Linked DNA regions of Sus scrofa: region 2 is linked to region 1. The links are chromatin contacts, called in public Hi-C maps. All regions are on one chromosome and are shown on one strand. Each heading gives the region's core, a stretch centred on a gene start, on an enhancer-like site or on the middle of the called end of the contact. The rest is flanking DNA. Distances are from core to core; before and after follow the strand shown. Region 1 has its middle 83 kb from the start of PAPOLA. Region 2 overlaps LOC110261732 (a long non-coding RNA gene).

What was found. Hi-C and Micro-C count contacts between places; a contact is called where the count stands out from the background.
Region 2: a contact with region 1 is called in a Hi-C map of epiblast stem cells, with 1.7 times the contacts expected there. The contact joins two enhancer-like sites. A contact is called at or near these places in 2 of 47 Hi-C or Micro-C datasets (embryonic fibroblasts and epiblast stem cells).

What each region holds. Positions count from the first base shown.
Region 1 is chr7:117,757,521-117,760,200 of Sscrofa11.1, forward strand. No RefSeq gene overlaps it. Among named protein-coding and RNA genes, the nearest start is that of PAPOLA, 83 kb to the left of the region's middle. Within about 2 kb of position 1,366, at least 18 of the 83 cell types and tissues checked have an H3K27ac peak or open chromatin away from gene starts, as enhancers often do. A contact at or near this core is called in epiblast stem cells, where this site is marked.
Region 2 is chr7:118,505,801-118,508,480 of Sscrofa11.1, forward strand. The region is part of intron 3 of LOC110261732 (a long non-coding RNA gene); the gene reads left to right. Among named protein-coding and RNA genes, the nearest start is that of VRK1, 560 kb to the left of the region's middle. Within about 2 kb of position 1,346, at least 3 of the 83 cell types and tissues checked have an H3K27ac peak or open chromatin away from gene starts, as enhancers often do. A contact at or near this core is called in epiblast stem cells, where this site is marked.

The DNA of each region.
Region 1 (2,680 bases), core at 116-2,615:
CCAGGGAGCAGATCTGAGCCACAGTCTCGACCTAAGCTGCAGCTGCAGTAATGCCAGATCCTTTACCCAATGTGCCAGGCTGAGGATGGAACCCTCATGCCAAGCACTCCCAAGATGCTGCTGACGCCCATCCTACAGCAGGAGATCCTTGTTTGGTACCTTTAATGGGAAGCAACTAACTGGATGGAGTGTTAGCTGGTGCAGATTTGGTGGCTGTTGCTGCAGCCGACGCTGGAGACTCCTGGAGCGGGAGCCCCTCAGATTCTCCCCTGGGAAAGGAGAGGCAGCTGGGCTGCCCGGGCCAGGGACAGTTGGGTCACACGGAGGTGGCCACCCTCTTCTCCCAGTCCTCCATGTACCCCTGCTGGGTCTCCTAAGCGCCCATTCTCTCCTTCCAGTCCCCGATTCGGGTAGCTGGGAGGGATGGCAGAGGGGCTCGATGGAGTTTATATAGCTTGCCCTGTATATATTTAGAGATAAGAAGTTCATTTAGGGATTAGGGGCTGCTTCTTGTCTATGCATCATTAAGCATACCACATCTGCTACTGAGCTAGCAATCAGCAGAATATTGAGAAAAGTTATAAAGAAATCTTTGCGTCGGTTCATTTTTGTTCCCACTTCCCCGAGTCCTGGCTCTCAGACTTCTGCGATCCAGTGCGTTTGGGAGGAAGGCAGGCTGGGGCTGTGGAAGCCAGCCTCGGGACCTGGCCCTGGCTTCAGAGAGGCAAAACAATCTTGACCTGCTGATTGCACACACATGGTGTACACGTGTGCACGCATGTGTGTGAGTGTGAAGAGTGGGCAGTGGCAGAGAGGGGACAAGCTATGAGAAAGCTGCCTGTGCATTTTCCCATGATGCCCATGCCAGGAAGGGGTCCCTGGCAGTCCTGGGTGACCTTGACTCATCTGCTTCTGCACTGTGGTCCTGTCTATAAATGAGGGCGTTGGACGTGAGTGACGGGCCATCAGGATGCTGGTGAGAAAGAGCCCAGGTTCCCATACGTGGCTGTTGGGCTGCTGAAACTGGTGTTCTTGGGCCTGCTGCTCCCCTGGCCCCCACAACTGGCAAGGACCCCCCGGCTCTGGGCTGGCCCAGGTTGGTGGCCAGGGGCTGCCTGCTGGAGCTCTGGCTAGAGAGAGAGCAGCTGACCCAAGTCCTTGGTTCTGGAGGCTCAGAGCTGCAAACTGGGGGTGGCAGGTGGGTCCCTGCCTCTCTGGATCCTTCACCAGGCCCAGAGAGCTGAGAGCCAGCCCTCTCCCTGAGGTCCTCTGGCCAGCCTGGCCCCTTGGACCCCGGGTGGGGACGTGGCCTGAGGCCCAGCCCTTCCCCGGCGGCTGTCCCGCAGCGTGACATGTGGCGGGTTAAACTGCAGGTGTCACTGTTAGCCCTGAAATGGGGGCTCGGCTCGCCGGACCCAGGACGGCCACAAAGGAACCTGTGCACTTCGGCCGGTGGCCTCCGCGACCGGCGGCTCGGCCCAGCCCAGAACCGCACGGCGCCCCTCTTCCCCCGCCGCCTGGTCCCCGCCGCGCCCCGGGACAAAGTGAAGACAGGTCCCATGCGCCACCTCCCGGGCCCGGAGGAGGCGCCGCGCGCTCAGGACGAGCCCGGGGCGCTCGGACGTTAGGAGGAAGGAGACAAACTCGGTGTTGGCGGGCTCAGCACTTGACCTCGGCCGACCTCCCGGGTTGGAGGGGGCGCGGCGGGGGCTGCGCAGAGGACGGGAGCCGGGGTCCCGGGAGGCCGCGCGGTCGGCACGGATGGTCGGCGTCGCCTCGGGGATGGCATCCCCGCGGCGGGCGCGGGCGCCTTGGAGGTGGGGACTCTGAGCAGAAGAGGCCAAGCGCCCTTTGCTGGGGAAGCAGCAACCGAGGAGAGAGGCGAGAGCGACGGGGTATTCATGCTGGGTTCCTTGTCCCCAAATGGTGGCACCTGCCCCCTGTCAGACACTGCCAACAATGGAACGGTTCGAGATGAAAAGGCCCCCGTGATAAAGTTTATTTTTCAAAAATGAACAGCTGGGTGCGCTTTTCCCTGGGACTTTACCCCAGAAACCACAGCGCCCTGGTCACCTTGTCCAGAACTAGCTGAGAAATGCCAGCCTCGGGCGGACACGGCCAGCACCCAGCCACGCCAGTGAATCCCTCCCTGACTCCTTTTGGGGGTGTTGCTGAGCCCCAACCTTCCCTTCCCCTTTGTTTTGCTCCCTTTTTAATTCTGCATTTCATTCTGACCTGAGAACCGCGCTGGGCATGAAAGTAGTATCTGCAGGAACCAGGCTTTGCGGGGCGGGGGGTCCCCATCTGGGAGCTTGTTTGGGGGGGGTCCCTCCCCTGTGTGCAACAACTGCAGAGGAAGCAGCTAGAGGGCTCTGGGCTCCCTTCTCTTAATTTCTGTTTAAAGGGAACACAAAAAGCTGGCTGTGTGTGTGGGTGGGGAGCGAGGGCCCGGAATAATTCCAGGCCTTAAAAAAAAGAAAAATAAATTTTTGAATAAGAATGGTCCATGTACTGTGACCGCAGGGCAAATGCAAATGTCTGTTTTCAAACACTGACTCGTGCATTCTTATTAGAGACCGTGCCTGCGCCTCCAAGCAGGACTTTACATATTCATCAGTATCAGGGACCTGGGCTCCCCACTTCAGGTGTGGCTTTGCGAGCGCCCGTGTCCCTTTAATCT
Region 2 (2,680 bases), core at 96-2,595, 750 kb after region 1:
CGTTCCAAGATTAAGTAAGTCCTTACAGTGTTATAAAAGTGAGTGCTTCTTTCCCATAATAAAAGGTGTTTAAAAGGTTCGCTACAGCTTTAAACAGAATTACAATTTACTTCTTTCAAGTGTCCAGGCCATAAATTCTTCTCAATTCCCTCTCTCTCTCCTTGTCGGAATTAATGAGATCAGATCTGATCAGGGCGCTGATGTGTTCAGCGCCAAATCACACAACAGCGCGCGCACCGTAATGGAATTTGCATCTAATGCATACATAAATCAAACATCTTTCTGGACATTTTCATATGCATAATGTCATTTCATCCAGTTCTCTCTGTGCAGAGGGGGAGATTTTTCTCTCTGAGAGAATGACTTTCTTTAATGCTTTCATTTTATTTTCGCTGACTGCAGTCCCGGAGAATGCGCTTGGTCGGAGAATGTTTCGGGGCGCGGCTGACAGTTCCTTTTCCAAGAGGGGTCCTTCACATTTATCATGCCTCTTCCTCGGGGGCTTTGTTATGCAAATGTGGCTGAAATTGATAATTCCAAAGTGCTTCATTTCGGCTCCTCGGCGGTTGGAGATGGTAGATAAAAAGAAACTGACAAGACACACTGATTGCCCTCAATGCATGTAACTCTCTTGCTAACAAGGCTGGATATTGTTAAAAATTCCTATTGTTATGAGGGTGGCGCTCCCATTATGCAGGCCTTGCAAATTTCTGATTTGAATATTAACCCTTTAATCACCTTACCCCCATAGCCCCTCCAAAAAAAAAAAAAAATCAATTGTCATCAAATGGCTTAAGGACCCCAAACATCAAATTATTCTTCTATTATGCTGAACAGCTGGGAGACACTGAAAACACTTCATTAATCATTTGTTCCCAAGGTAAACTTTACATTTATTTTTCAAATGCAAAGAGAGGGGGTTATCTTAAGCAAAGGGGGAGACCCCCAATGCTAATAAGCAAAGAGGGAGCCCTCCCCCAATGCTAATAAGCAAAGAGGGAGCCTGGGCCCCCCCAGGGCTAAGTCAAGATGTTGAGATTGAGTCTCCTTAGGTGTAGACAAAGAGTGGAAGGTTAAGAACTGAGAACCACAGTTTGTAAAAGGAATCTGGCCTTCTCCCCCCACCCCCTTCCTGATTTTTTGAAATATCCGTATTTCTCCTGCTTTTCTGAATAGACCAAAGAAGGCCTCAGGGATGCGATCTTCTGTCACTGAGCTAAGTTTATTTTACCTGTCTGACCGCAAGCAGGGAAAAAAAAATCCGGCATCCACATTCTTCGAAGGGATGCGGAAATCTGAATACCATTTCTAGGGTGGAATTGCAAATTGAGGCAGCTCTGGGCATTAGCATACCAATAAGCTGCTGAGAGCCTACGGGCTTTGTAAGGAGGCGCCTTGGGCTGTAGGCTGAGGTCCGTGGCAGCCATGGGGGCAAAATGCAAGGATGGGTCATTTCTGCTCTAAACCAAGGCCCTGTCCTTCCAATACCAAGATCAGAAACCAGACTCCTGTTACACACACACACACACACACTCACACGTACACATACAATTTCCCTAGAAAGTGATCAGACCCAGTCATAGCTTCCCTGATTGAAAAACAGAAACTTAACAGGAATTGTCTGTCAGCTAATTCACATTCGGCGACTGGAATTTCTCAGCAGCTTTTCCACGATGGCTCTGTCACAAGAGATGTCCCACCAGGTAACAGGCCTGGCTGTTAAACCTCGGAGCCATTGAGGATTTTGGTTTTCTTTTGGAAATGTTGTTAGGTTAGGGAAAGAAGACCTGCAGATTGGTGAGTTATGCTTTATTTATTTTTTTCCCTCTGAAAGAAAGTTCTGGAGCTTGACAGAGAAAAGCATCATGGGGCTAGAATTACCCTGGTGGTGCCCTGCACCCAATGCCCATCAGAGATTGCCAGGCATCAAAGTGTTCATCTTAGTTCTATAGATGCAAAAAATGCTTGCAAATGAAATCGACTTGATTTTTTGCAGAGGGCTACCTGCCGAAGTAGCACACGTGATAGGGAATAACAGACTCTTGCTACTCCTTCCATTAGGACGGGGATGCAGGGCAGGAAGGGGTTTTGCATCGTGACCCCTCTCCTGTGGGCAAGCCCACAGCAAGTTTTAGGCACATGGATGCCCTTGCAGAGGAGCAGAGCCACGACAACAAGGACATGCCCCAGGACCACGCAGCCATGAAGGGACCCAGGACGCACACAGCATAGGCAGGCTCTCAGGAGCCCTCGTCCCTCTCCTTGGCAGCCCTCACCGCATGTCAGACCAGGCAGGACAACAAATTAAACCACCGTCACAGATATCCCTGCCTGGGTCGCTCTCCTGCCCAGACATTTTTGCCATTACCTGCAAACACTAAGCTACATTTTAATGCCTTGTCATTTTGAGTACCAGCACCCTCGTCCCAACTTAAAAATTAAAACTCCCCCGCCCCCAAACATTGTTTACTATGGAAGCAGAATTTGGTAAAGTGATGAAATCAGGAACCATCCTTCCATTTAGAGCATCCGTTGGGCCCACTGACTCGAGCGTCTTTCCTGCTTTAATTACTTGTTTCTGTCAAGTCCTGATATTTATGCTAGCTGTTATTAATATCAGGAGCGCGGCCACGTTTGCGTAATTAAGACTGCAGCCCGCACTCCTGAAACTTAGCGTGAG